3 separate regions of the Mus musculus genome follow, and all the other regions are linked to region 2. Evidence: chromatin contacts called from public HiChIP or PLAC-seq data. All regions are on one chromosome and are shown on one strand. Each heading gives the region's core, a stretch centred on a gene start, on an enhancer-like site or on the middle of the called end of the contact. The rest is flanking DNA. Distances are from core to core; before and after follow the strand shown. Region 1 overlaps Aopep (aminopeptidase O). Region 2 overlaps Aopep (aminopeptidase O). Region 3 overlaps Aopep (aminopeptidase O).

What was found. HiChIP or PLAC-seq counts read pairs in DNA pulled down with a chosen protein or histone mark.
Region 1: a FOXA1 HiChIP or PLAC-seq map of pancreatic cancer cells shows a contact between it and region 2. The contact joins two enhancer-like sites. A contact is called at or near these places in 10 of 39 promoter capture datasets (the C10 cell line, the HPC-7 cell line, cranial neural crest and 7 more), 1 of 484 Hi-C or Micro-C datasets (bone marrow-derived macrophages), 6 of 115 datasets of contacts at active chromatin or transcription factors (embryonic stem cells, epiblast stem cells, large pre-B cells and 1 more) and 4 of 9 other capture datasets (adipose tissue, embryonic stem cells, liver and 1 more).
Region 3: a FOXA1 HiChIP or PLAC-seq map of pancreatic cancer cells shows a contact between it and region 2. The contact joins two enhancer-like sites. A contact is called at or near these places in 9 of 39 promoter capture datasets (the C10 cell line, the HPC-7 cell line, cranial neural crest and 6 more), 2 of 484 Hi-C or Micro-C datasets (liver and uterus), 7 of 115 datasets of contacts at active chromatin or transcription factors (embryonic stem cells, heart atrium, large pre-B cells and 1 more) and 3 of 9 other capture datasets (adipose tissue, embryonic stem cells and liver).

What each region holds. Positions count from the first base shown.
Region 1 is chr13:63,064,828-63,068,705 of GRCm38.p6, forward strand. Aopep (aminopeptidase O) reads left to right here. Exons shown (of 16, transcript NM_001289926.1): 5 at 3,213-3,458. Among named protein-coding and RNA genes, the nearest start is that of Gm46422, 28 kb to the right of the region's middle. Within about 2 kb of position 1,949, at least 40 of the 459 cell types and tissues checked have an H3K27ac peak or open chromatin away from gene starts, as enhancers often do. A contact at or near this core is called in pancreatic cancer cells, where this site is marked.
Region 2 is chr13:63,302,712-63,306,893 of GRCm38.p6, forward strand. Aopep (aminopeptidase O) reads left to right here. Exons shown (of 16, transcript NM_001289926.1): 16 at 1-166. It also overlaps a transcript of Fancc not described here. Among named protein-coding and RNA genes, the nearest start is that of Mir3074-1, 3.5 kb to the left of the region's middle. Within about 2 kb of position 1,875, at least 82 of the 459 cell types and tissues checked have an H3K27ac peak or open chromatin away from gene starts, as enhancers often do. A contact at or near this core is called in pancreatic cancer cells and uterus, where this site is marked.
Region 3 is chr13:63,086,234-63,090,421 of GRCm38.p6, forward strand. The region is part of intron 5 of Aopep (aminopeptidase O); the gene reads left to right. Gm46422 (a long non-coding RNA gene) reads right to left here. Exons shown (of 3, transcript XR_001780981.2): 3 at 1,562-4,188. Among named protein-coding and RNA genes, the nearest start is that of Gm46422, 6.4 kb to the right of the region's middle. Within about 2 kb of position 2,023, at least 51 of the 459 cell types and tissues checked have an H3K27ac peak or open chromatin away from gene starts, as enhancers often do. A contact at or near this core is called in pancreatic cancer cells and uterus, where this site is marked.

The DNA of each region.
Region 1 (3,878 bases), core at 699-3,198, 240 kb before region 2:
CATTCAGCTTATGCTTGGCATGGAAGCTTGGCTATCCTGCAGTAGAACTTAATGAAACTGATTGAAAGCATTGGAAAACTGGCACCACGTTAAAGACATTGGGATGATTCATTCTGCAGAAAGGAAAACTTGGGGTAGGGAAAGTCTGTCTTGAGAGTAGTAAAAACTGAGGGAAGCCACTATGAATAGAAGAGAAGGAATCTCCGGTTGCCACTGGGTCTGTGCTGTTGATACATGATCCCTGGACCCCCTTAGCTGCTGCTTGAATGGGGCCTTGAAGTGAATGGGTATAGTCCTCTTTTGCCTGTAGAAACCTTAGGAAGCATTTTAGTATGTGATTGACATCCACTGTGGCCTACTGTGTACACACCTAATTCAAAATATTCTGTCATGCCACAGAGTTCTCTCCTACCCTTCCTAATCTGTCCTCCTCTCTTCAGGCAGCCATAGCTGGTAAGTCTGTGGGTGTGATGAAGAGAAAGAGGCCCCAAATACTGAAGTCCTCACCTTGGTCACAGCTGGTCACCACACTGGTCACAGCACAGCCACTGAAGCCAAGGTGTATTGGTCTTTACATAAGACCTCACAAGTGGCATCCCTCATACAGTTCTTTCACTATCAAGAGCCTCAGTGACGTAACTTGCCCATAGCATGATTGCTTTTAAGTCCTAAGTTTTATGGAAAATGGGATTAAGTTATGCATCTAACAGTAATCATCCTCATTAGTTTGGTGAGTGTTCATATAGGCCTGGAAAGAAAATGATTCATCTTTTCCCTTGAACAAACAGGCTTGTTTGATGTACCATTGCCGCCTTCACTCTGTTCCCTAACCTCTAGTTTTCTTAGGTGTAAGAGATAGTCTCCCTCCGTGGGAAAAAGCAGTTTCGAGATAGCATGCCTCCCTGCACTGAGGCATCGTGATGTTTAGATCTTAAGCTTATTCCCTAGCTGCATCCAGAGAGTTCGAGCTTTCGGTTCATGCTTTGAAGGCCCCCTCTTTTTTTTAGGTTTTTAAGACAAGGTTGTGACTTGTAGCGCAAGCTGGCCCAGAACATACATAGTCCAGGCTGGTGTCATATCCTCAGTACTCTTGCCTCAGCCTCCCAAGTGCTGGAGTTCTAGGCATACTGGTCCATGCTGTTGTCACACTTGGCTTCTAAAAGCCTTTGGGTGGGAGTTTTGAGGCATGGTCTCATGGAGCCCAAACTTACCTTGAACTCCTGATTCTTCTGTCTGTACCTTTCAAATGCTGGGGTTACAGGTGTATGGGCATATGCCATGGACACATGGTCAACTGCAGCTTGTAAAAACTTTTCAGTAGAGAGTATGTGAGCTTAAATTACCATAGTACATTGTTTTTCTGTGTAAATACATTTTTAAAAACCCCATAGAGGCTCAGTAGTTGGCCATCTTGGCTCCTCGTCTTTAGGTGGGTGTTGTAGCCTTTTTAGTTGAATGTTTACAAGCAGACACTTTTGATTTCTTTCTCATAAGGTGATGTTATGAGTCCAGGACTTTGGCTTGAGTCCAGTCTTAGTAACTCTATTCTTGCAGTCACTTTATCCTGGCAGTTTTATGGGTCTCCATTTTTTTACCCACCCCCCCCCCCCAACCATAACCAGGCCTCACTGGGGCTGGTAATTCTTGAAGCATTATGGTGGAAGGTGAGGCTTGTTTACATAGCTGTGTGGATCTCCTGATCACAGGCCTTGGGTGTCTGGAAGATACTTCATAAACCTCAAGAAGAATTATTGTTACAACCTGCCCAAATTGAGGCAGGTAAGCACTTAGAGATTCTTCAGTGTCTGGTGAATCACAGTAGCACCCACAGCTAGAATTATAATCTGCAATTTAAGGTTACAGGGTTTTTCCATTGTGTCTGAATAGAGGGCATGTTAACAGATGAAAAAATAGAATTCTCTTTGATGTTGGTTTCTTTAGCTATATAAGTTCTCTTGAGGCCTGTGAGTCAGACCCTAGGAATTTTCTTTCAATTCCTCCTTTGCCTTTCTGGGAGTAACATGACAATGGGGCTAGCTGGGTTCTGCTCTGTTTCACTCGAAGGTTGATTTCATTACATTTATACTGAAAGTGCATTAGAAAGGGACCAGAGACATAGCTCAGTTGGTAGAGTACTTACCTAACATGCAGGAAGCCCTAGGTTCAATTCCCAGCACTATGTAAACCAGGCATATGCCAGTAATCCCAGCACACAGGAGGTAGAGACAAGATGATCAGGAGTTCAAGGCCATTCTCATCTACATGGTGAGTTTAAGGCCAGCCTGGGATGCATGACCCTGTCTCCAAAGCCCAAAAGGATATTGAAAAGAGTGCTCTTTTCAGAAGTGCCAGCCTCTGGCAAGTAGTGTGAAGAATGCCTAGATTACTTTTTGATAAGCTGTGATTTTTTTTTTTTTTTGAACACTATACCTATAACTGTCATTGGTTCATTGTCCTACCTCACCCCAGGTCACTTATTCTAGGATTTTCCAGAATGGAATCTTTAATTTGCCTATAGACAGGTACATAGCGGCTCATAGCTGTAATCCCAGTACTTGAGAGATAGATTCAGAAGAATCAGAAGTTGAAGGGTAGCCTCAGCTATATCCTGAGTTCAGAGCTACCTGGGCTCCATGAGTTCTCAATGAAAAGTCAATAAATAAAACGGCTATTGCATCTCTCCCTCTCTAAGAACTGTCAGTAACTTCAACAGTTTCTCTATGATGATATTTGAGATCACATTACTGAAGGTAGAATTTACTTTAATTTGGGTGGAAGGTTGCTTTATTGTTTCAAATCTTATCCACCCATGACCCCCATAATTCTAAGATCTATAAGATCGTTGCTTTCATTAGCTTAGATTGAAATCACTCAGTCACTTCAGGCACCTCAATAAATATTTGACCTATAATTTTCACTGCTGCCCAAAAGCAAACAAGCCAATACTTAAACTGCCTTTTCTATCTTTTTTTTTTAAAGATTTACTTATTTATTATATGTAAGTACACTGTAGCTGTCTTCAGACACACCAGAAGAGGGCATCAGATCTCATTATGGATGGTTATGAGCCACCATGTGGTTGCTGGGATTTGAACTCAGGACCTTTGGAAGAGCAGTCAGTGCTCTTACCCACTGAGCCATATCTCCAGCCCCACTGAACCGCCTTTTCTAATAAACCTGTTTGAACCACTGTCTTCTTTTGTGTTGTCCAGGTATGATAACACCTGCAATCATATGGAATACCCTTGCAGGTTCCAGAGTGCGTCCGCTGCCTCCCAGGACATCATTCCTTATCGAGTGTTTGCCCCAGTGTGCCTTGAGGGTGCCTGCCAAGAGGCCCTGCTGTGGCTGATCCCTTCTTGCCTCTCAGCTGCACACTCTGTCCTGGGAACACACCCTTTCTCCCGGCTGGACATACTCATTGTCCCCACCAACTTTCCAAGTCTGGGAATGGCCAGGTATGCTGCTCATCATGGCATGTGGAACATGCTTAAAATGTCTAGGAACTAATAGAGGAATATTTTTCTCAAACTCTGTCAGGAGTTTCGTTTGCTTTGGGTAGAAGGGGTTCATTGTTCCCTCCTGGATATCTTACTGCTAGCTTCAGGGGATAGTTTTCATGATTGCTCAGTTGTTGTTAGCTTGGGTGATGAGAACTTACTGCTAATGAGTCCAAGGTCATACGTCAGACTCTAAGCACAGTAACAAAACCTGGTCCCAGGGCCACAGCTGTTCACCTAATCCTGACCAGCTGCCTCATCCATTCTCACCATTGGTCACAAGGCTACAACTTGAGAGCCCCATGTCAGAGCATGAATCTATCCACAGTGCTGGAAAAACAGCTAAAAGCAGATGGTTTACTGTGGGGGAAGGATATA
Region 2 (4,182 bases), core at 625-3,124:
TAGCAGTGACTGCATTTGGATGGTTGCAGGGGACTTGCAAATGGTTATCTGCTTTGTATACCACAATGGTACAAGTATCAAAGTGTGTTAATTCTACTTAATGTTACCCTGATTTCTGTGAAGACTTGAAATAAATGGCTGAGTCTATGCCTTCCTGCTCTCAGAAGCACTCTGGCCTTGCTTAGAGGTGGACTAAGAACCACACACCCTGTAAGGCCCCTCTGAGAACCTCAGTGGCCCATACCTCCTCTGAACTGGAGAGAGCAGCCAAGCACTGGTTTAGTCTGGTTTTGTTCTTTGTTCTTAGGAACCACTAAAGCAAAACAAAGCTGTCGCCTAAGGTGGGTTTTGTTCAGGGATCAAGTCCCTTGTCCCCATGGGTCACTGAGCCCTGTGCCTGGCTGTGTCTGGCTTGGGTTCTTGCCAATGGGTTTCAGGTAAGTGGAGATCTCACTGGAACCAGATGCCCATTTCACAGCTTTGGTGAAGGATCTGTGGTAGAGCTGTCCTTTGCCACCTCTGGCTGGGTGCAGAGCAAGCCTATCCTCCCCTCTCCTCTAGTCCCCCACCCCAACAAGTTAGGCAGCAGCTCCTGCCACCCATAGCTGCACCAGAGGCCCATGAGGCTGTGGAAGCAGGCTTCCCTCATCTGGCTGAGACCTCTGGAGTCAAGAAAGTGCAGTCTCCATTCTTCCGTGAGCCACCTGACTTCACAGGACACAGAACATTGCAAACGTTAACTTGTCAAATAGGATGCGAAGCAGGGTCTGAGGGCGGAAGAATGGATGTCTAGGGAGGCTTGACCTCCTCCTCTGAGCTGTCTCACCCAGGGAGGAGTTTGCTCTATAGCATATGGTTCAGGTGATGAGTGAACTGTTGGCGGAGGAAGGATGTGGATCATCACCCAGGCTCCTGCTCCAAACCACAAGTGGGCAGAGCAAGAAGCTGGATCCCTGGGTCAGTGTTTGCTGTAGACCACTCTGTAGTGCTTGGTCTTCAGAGCTTTGGTGTCCAAGCCTTAGGCAGGGGCTTGGAACCCCTCTAAGGAACTCTCCCTCCCACCACTCAGATGTGAGACTGAGCCTGTGTTGAAAGCCTGGAAGCCTGAACCTGAGTCTGCTCCTCTGTCCCTGGAGAGACTGAGACTGTCCTTGGTGGTCAGGCACACTTGTTGCCAGCACTATTTCCATGCCGTTTTCTAGCCTCACTTCATTCCTGGAGGAAGCTGAAGGGTGAGAGAAACCCAATGGGAGCAAAGTGCTCTACCACCAGGCCCATGCCTCCAGTAGGTAGAGGGGCCGGGACAGGAGGATCCGTGTGAGATAACTGCCAAGAGGTGAGTGGGATAGCAGAAACACCAGCCTCTTAACCCTGCCACTGAATACTGTCATCGTCATTGCTAAGCAGATGTCCATCACTTGAGAACAACAGGCCAGGGCTGGGCCAGCCTGTTCTCACTGATCCCACCAGAAATGGCCTCCTTCCAACCAAGACAGCCTAGAGTTACTCCATCTCTTCTCCAGAGGAGACACACCCCTCCGTGTTATCTGGGATGCTTCCGACAAGGATTAGAGCAGGCCTCAACCGGAGTGAGGCCAGGGCTACAGGAAGGGGGTGCATCTAGATCATCTGATGTTGACCCCTGGGCCATGGTTCCCTGCACAGGAGGAAACATCAGTGCCCCCACTGTGGGCTATCCTTCTGCATAGATCCTGAACCCACTGTTTTGTCCCTCTACATAGATCCTGAACCTGGCCTAGGAAGGGAGCCATCCACACTCGGATTTGTAGAAGAGAGTTGAACCCCAGGAAGGGGCAGAGGTTGGCTGGCTGGGAGCTCACCACCTTGTTTGTGAGCCTTTGGACAGAAGCCAAGGGAGAGGTACTGGGAATTCTGGCTGGACCCAGGCAGGAAGAAGGGAAGGGTGGGGTTGAGAAAGTCCCAGAAAGGACTCTGGGCGCTCTGACTCAGCTATTCCAATAGTACTGGAGGATTTTAAAGCATTTATGTATTTATTTATTCAAACGAATTTCACATCAAAAGAATGAAATAATTGATACTATAGCAAGGTATTCTTGCTTGTGGTGAGCAGAAATGTCATAGAATGTCCCCAGGGTAGAAACCAGAAATGGCAGATATCCCAAAGTAAGCAGTCCTTACCAAACGCAGAGGGTTTTTCAGGGTCCACTCCAGGCCAGTGCCAAGTTCCTACCAGGTTTTTCTCCTGACCGTGGCTTAGCAGGACATGGCTACACAAGCCCAGTGAGCGGCCAGCTAGCAGGGGATGCCACACACACAGGGATCTCTGTTATCCACAGCATCACCTTTGCCCCAACTCTCCAAAGCAGCTATGGCCCAGGAAGCAACAGAAAGCAGTACTTAGAGGATGGGATCTGAAGGGTTCACATGCAGAGCTGCTTGCTTCAGTCCTGCTGGTCCCCACCAGGCTTATACAGAGACGGAGCCAGCCAGTACAGGAACAGCACTGGCCTGGTAAGGGAAAGGAGAACACCCCGCCCCAGCTACACCTGCCAAGTAGTCCTGGGTGCTGGGCCTGTGGCCTTAGCTGGCCTGCTCCCTGAGTGGCTGGGCTGCCATACCCATTCCCACAGTATGTAGACACCTTGCTGCGGCTTAACATTGTTTCCAAAAGCTCAGTGGTTATTCAGCCCCTTGGAACACTCTCTCCCTAGGGAGTGGCCTAGCCTCATCACATCTCTGAGACTCCCAGGGCTGGCGTGGGTGGGGAGTGCCTGGACCTCCCAAGAAAGGTTTCAGGGAGTAGTCTCAGTGAGGGGGGTGAACTCACCCTAGCCACAGTGAATTCGGGGGCCCCTTGGCTGGTCTGTGGGGTTTACGAGGTGGGAGGGAGGAGCAGCCATCCGGCTATTCAGGGGACGGTTTTATGGCCCCCTTCCCACCCATTGATGCTGTCGGAGAGATTGATGAACCAATAAGGCAGTTCTCTTCAGACCAATGACCAGACAGTGTGAGACAGGGAGGAGACTGGGGCAAGCGGAGGAAGTTTCCCAGGATGGGGTGGGCTGCTGAGGAGACCGGCTCTTGGTGTTGGCATGTGTAGCCCCAGTGGGAAGACTGGCCAGAAAGAAGCCCTGCCTTGGTGGTTGATCCCGCTGGGAGTGTCCATGTCCGTGTTCTCGGAGAAGCATAGGAAACAAGAGGTACAGTCACCAGAATGTGGCCTCAGCAGCTGGCGATGGCCCCAGAAACCTGGCATGACAGGACGTGTGTGCAAGCTTGGGTTGGAGATACAATGCCCTTTCTCTTCAGCTGGCTTGTAAAATCAAATCTGGCCAATTCAGTGAAACAGGCTTGGGCTGGCTTATGAGTCCCCGAGGACAGAACAGGAATGAGTATGGGACCTCTCCCATCTGTCCTGGGTCCACCACTGTCTCTTGTCTGTATAATGACCTTACCTAGGCACTGGCAGGGTGGACCAGGAACATGGACGGGGCAGGCCCTAACCGGCTGTCCATTCCATGGCATTCCAGGAAAGCGATCCACCAGACTGTGTTCTGTCCTGGCTACATAGCTTATTGTGGCTATGTCTGGATACAGAATGTCTGGATACAGAGTAGGTGTGTGCCCTGCGGCTTCTCATTTCTTAAGCCACCTTTGTCATTTTGCCTATAATTTCTTACACACACACACACACACCTTTAGAGCCTGGTACCCAGCTGTAGCACTCAAGAGTCCCAAGTTCTAGGAAGTTCTTGTCTACTCCAGCAGGTCCTCCCTTGCTGCCCACTGTCCGATGGATTAACCTATAGGAGAAGTGTGGCCTTCTAAACCAGGTGGAACTTGAGGCTTGAAAAGCTGCGGGGAGCCGAGCCGCCTGAGCCTAACACAGCCTTACCTCACTCCTCACCTTCACACTGCAGTGTTGAAGGTGCTGGAGGCTCTGTGGCCTATGAAGAATGGAGATAGCTGTGAGGTTTATGTTGAGTTATAAAGTGCAATAATGGTTTAATGGTAAAAAATTGCAGTTGTAATTTTTACCTATTATACTATGACCAGGAAGAAACAGGTACAGAGGTGGAGGTCTCAGCAAGCCTTGAGGTCGGAGGGTACGTCCTAGAGTAGGATGGTGACAGGACAGAGGCTAGGAGTGTGGCAGATGGAGCCTCAGGATGCATGTCAGAGCACATGGCTCCAGCCCTG
Region 3 (4,188 bases), core at 773-3,272, 220 kb before region 2:
CTGGAACGTACTTTGTAGACCAGGCTGACCTCGAACTCAGAAATCCACCTGCCTCCCAAGTGCTGGGATTAAAGGTGTGTGCCACCACCACCTGGTAATATGAGGTTGATTGACCACTTTTCCCTTCTTTAGCTTGTTTTATTTTCCATGTGGTTGCTAGGATTTGAACTCAGGACCTTAAGAAGAGCAATCAGTGCTCTTAACCACTAATCCATATCTCCAGATTAATTTGCAAATTGCCCTTTCTAAGTCAGTGAAGAATTGAGTTGGAATTTTGATGGGGATTGCATCTGTAGATTGCTTTCGGCAGGATAGCCAGTTTGACTATATTAATCCTGCCAATCCATGAGCACGGAAGATCTTTCCATTTTCTGAGATCTTCTTCAATTTCTTTCTTCAGAGACTTGAAGTTCTTATCATACAGATCTTTCACTTCCTTAGTTAGGGTCACACCAAGGTATTTTATATTATTTGTGACTATTGTGAAGGGTGTTGTCTCCCTAATTTCTTTCTCAGCCTGTTTATCCTTTCTGTAGAGAAAGGCCACTGATTTGTTTGAGTTAATTTTATATCCAGCTACCTCACTGAAGCTGTTTATCAGGTTTAGGAGTTCTCTGGTGAAATTTTTAGGGTCACTTATATATACTATCATATCATCTGCAAACAGTGATATTTTGACTTCTTCCTTTCCAATTTGTATCCACTTGATCTCCTTTTATTATCGAATTGCTCTAGCTAGGACTTCAAGTACTATATTGAATAGGTAGGGAGAAAGTGGGCAGCTTTCTCTAGTCCCTGATTTTAGTGGGATTGCTTCCAGTTCCTCTCCATTTAGTTTGATGTTGGCTACTGGTTTGCTGTAGATTGCTTTTATTATGTTTAGGTATGGGCCTTGAATTCCTGAGCTTTCCATGACTTTTATCATGAAGGGGTGTTGGATTTTGTCAAATGCTTTCCCAGCATCGAACGAGATGATCATGTGATTTTTGTCTTTGAGTTTGTTTATACAGTGGATTATGTTCATAGATTTCCGTATATTAAACCATCCCTGCATCCCTGGGATGAAGCCTACTTGATCATGATGGAAGATCGTTTTGATGTGTTCTTGGATTCGGTTTGTGAGGATTTTATTGAGTATTTTTGCATCAATATTCATAAGGGAAATTAGTCTGAAGTTCTCTTTCTTCCTTGAATCTTTGTGTGGTTTAGGTATCAGAGTAATTGTGGCTTCATAGAATGAATTGGGTAGAGTACCTTCTGTTTCTATTTTGTGGAATAGTTTGAGGAGAGTTGGAATTAGGTCTTCTTTGAAGGTCTGATAGAACTGTGCACTGAACCCATCTGGTCCTGGGCTTTTTTTGGTTGGGAGACTATTAATGACTGCTTCTATTTCTTTAGGACCTAAACACTTTGAACCTTGTGTCTGTTCTGGTAGCACTAGGTGGGAAGGCAATCCCCTAGAGGTGGACACCTAAGTGATCATCTGGGGAGACCTTTCAGGACTTGCTCTGACCTGTTCTTCGAGGTCTGGGGAGATGGCTGTTGTATCTGTCTGGACTTTGGCACTCTGAAACTGGAGTCTCCCTTGTTCTGGCAGCCATACTTGCTCCTTCTAGGAAGTTAGGGTGAGGAGAATAAGCGTAACACATGGTCTCTTAAGTGCAGGACAGGGGGATCCTACTGATGAGTTGGTTATTTGAGCTAAGGGGGGGTAGACCTGTAGGCCACTTGCAGATGAAATCAGCAATGCAAAGGCCCAGGTAGCCAAGCACACTATCTACCCTGTACACAGAGGGATGCCTTCTGACTTGATGGGAAGAGCCCACTCTGGACTCAGACCAGGGCCAGACCAGCTCTTAACTTTGCCTGTCATCTATGAGCTGCTGCCCAGCCCTTCGCTCTCTACACCGCTGTAGGGAAACACGTAAGATCACAAATATTCCGGAACAGGCTCTCAGAGAATTCAGCTCTCTGCTCCAGTAAGCATAGAGACATTTGATAGTTTCGTTTGTTAAATACTATAAGATTTGTGGCTTATTAGGGTGAATCACCAGCCCTGTGGTTCCTCCCAACCCAGAATGTCAACAGTGTTCTGAAATAATAGCTTTTGGGAACAAATAGAAATAATTGTGATGAGTTAGTGCAGGGACAACACAAAAGACTTGCTGCAAAGAGTCACTGAATCCAGATTCCTCAAATGATCCCTAAAGAACTTTCCTGTTCATCGGGTGTGCTTAGCACAGCCCATGCCATCTGCTAGGGCCTCTGTCTATGCTTGTAGCTTGAAATGGAGGTGTTTGTACATGTTGCCTTGTCATTCCCCAGAAGAGGCAAAGCAGCAGAACAGACTGCCAGACCTTGCTGCTGCTCATGTCAAAATGCATAGTCATAGTTCCTTCTCCATATCTAGTAATGGATAATAAAAGTGTGGACCCTCTCATTGCAGGATTTTGAACTCAATTGGCAGACAGACAGACACATACACACACAGAGAGAGAAAGAGAGGTTCTGTTTCTCCCACCAGATGTTCTCAACCTTCCTAATGGTGTGACCCTTTAATAAAGTTCCTCAGGTTGTGGTGACTTCCTCCCCAACTATAAAGTTATTTTTTGTTGCTACTTCATAACTGGAATCTTGCTACTATTATGAATCATAATGTGAATATCTGATATACAGGATATCTGATATGTGACCCCTGTAAAACGGTCATTTGGCCCTCAAATGTGTCGAAAACCACAGGTTGAGAACCACTGTTCTTGAATAAACTTATGTTCTGACTCTGCTGATTACAACGTGAAAGGCTCAGAATGAGAGGGTCTAGACACATCTGTTCTGGGTGTTGGGGTCACTCTTGCACATAGCCCTTCCTTTGAATGTTTGCCCTTTCCAGCCTGTCTTGATAACCACCTCATTCATAAGGATGTGCAGTGTTGTCTATGGAGTTTTTGCCTGGCATGTCCTTCAGACTATGTGGGAGTGTATCAAGATAATTTTGCAAAATGAAGCTTAGTTTTTCAGAAGGGTCAGCCTTAAAGACTGTGGTTAGCGAATCACTTCAGTGCAATCTATTCTGCATTCCTGTTTTCTCACCTCCATTCCCTTCTGCTCCATTCCTCCCACTCCTCAGGCGTTTCTATGAGTCTTTTGTTTGTTCATACAGATGTAAGCCAACTATAAGGATTATCAGCCCTCCTTTTTGAAAAGCAAGATGCACCACACCCAGCTTTCTCTGTGCTCTTGGTACTTGGGGCTGTGTCCTGGGTTTCCTTCTGTTATGGAACCTTTGAGTTTCTCCGCACCTTTTCTTTAGCTGTGCAGTATTCTGTGCCCTGGATTTTCTCAATTTACTTTTCCAAAATAAAGATCTTGAAGTTTTGCCAATATTTGTAACATTTTAAACAATACAATACTGAGTACTTGATTCATTGTAGGGTCAGCAAGTGAGGAAGCTGCAGAGGCAACCAAATGGCAGAACTTGGCAGAGACTCAGTGCTGTGGGGCTGGGAAGAGGAGCCCTGCCTCACGGTCTAACTCTGCAGAGCTTTTGTGAAGCCCTTGCCACTTAGGATCAAGATCTCAGTAGAAGACCAGGTGGCCTTTCTAAACGTTTTGCTCTGCGCTTGTTCCCAAGTCTTCATTAATTTTTTAACATCTAGGAATTGTTTTCATCCTACTCTTGCTCTCTTTGGAAATTTAAAAATAACATAAGTTAAATGCCTATGTTTACCACTTTAAGATGACAAGAGTCTGGGGAGACAGCTCAGCCTGTAAAGTGCTTCAATGCAAGGATGAGGGCAGGGTTTGGATTCTTACATCCTAACCATAAGGAAAAGCAGAGAGCAATGAATGAATCCTTCTTAGTTCTCTTTCTCCATATAATGCAGTTCAGGACCCCACCCAGGGAGTGGTGCCACCACTGAAGGAGTGTCTTCATAGTGAGGCCCATCTCCCAGGTGACTGTAGATTCTGTCCTATTCATTGTTAACACCAGGCATCACACCCAGCCTCACTGAATGAGGGGAGGTGAACATTCCTATTGTCATCCTTGGGCTTACCCACATGTGCACACATGTACTCATGCTCTCACAGACAAGTATGCTCACATACATACATGAATCTATATACATATATATATATATATATATATATTCATGTACACCACATACACTCATACAAACATTGGGAATT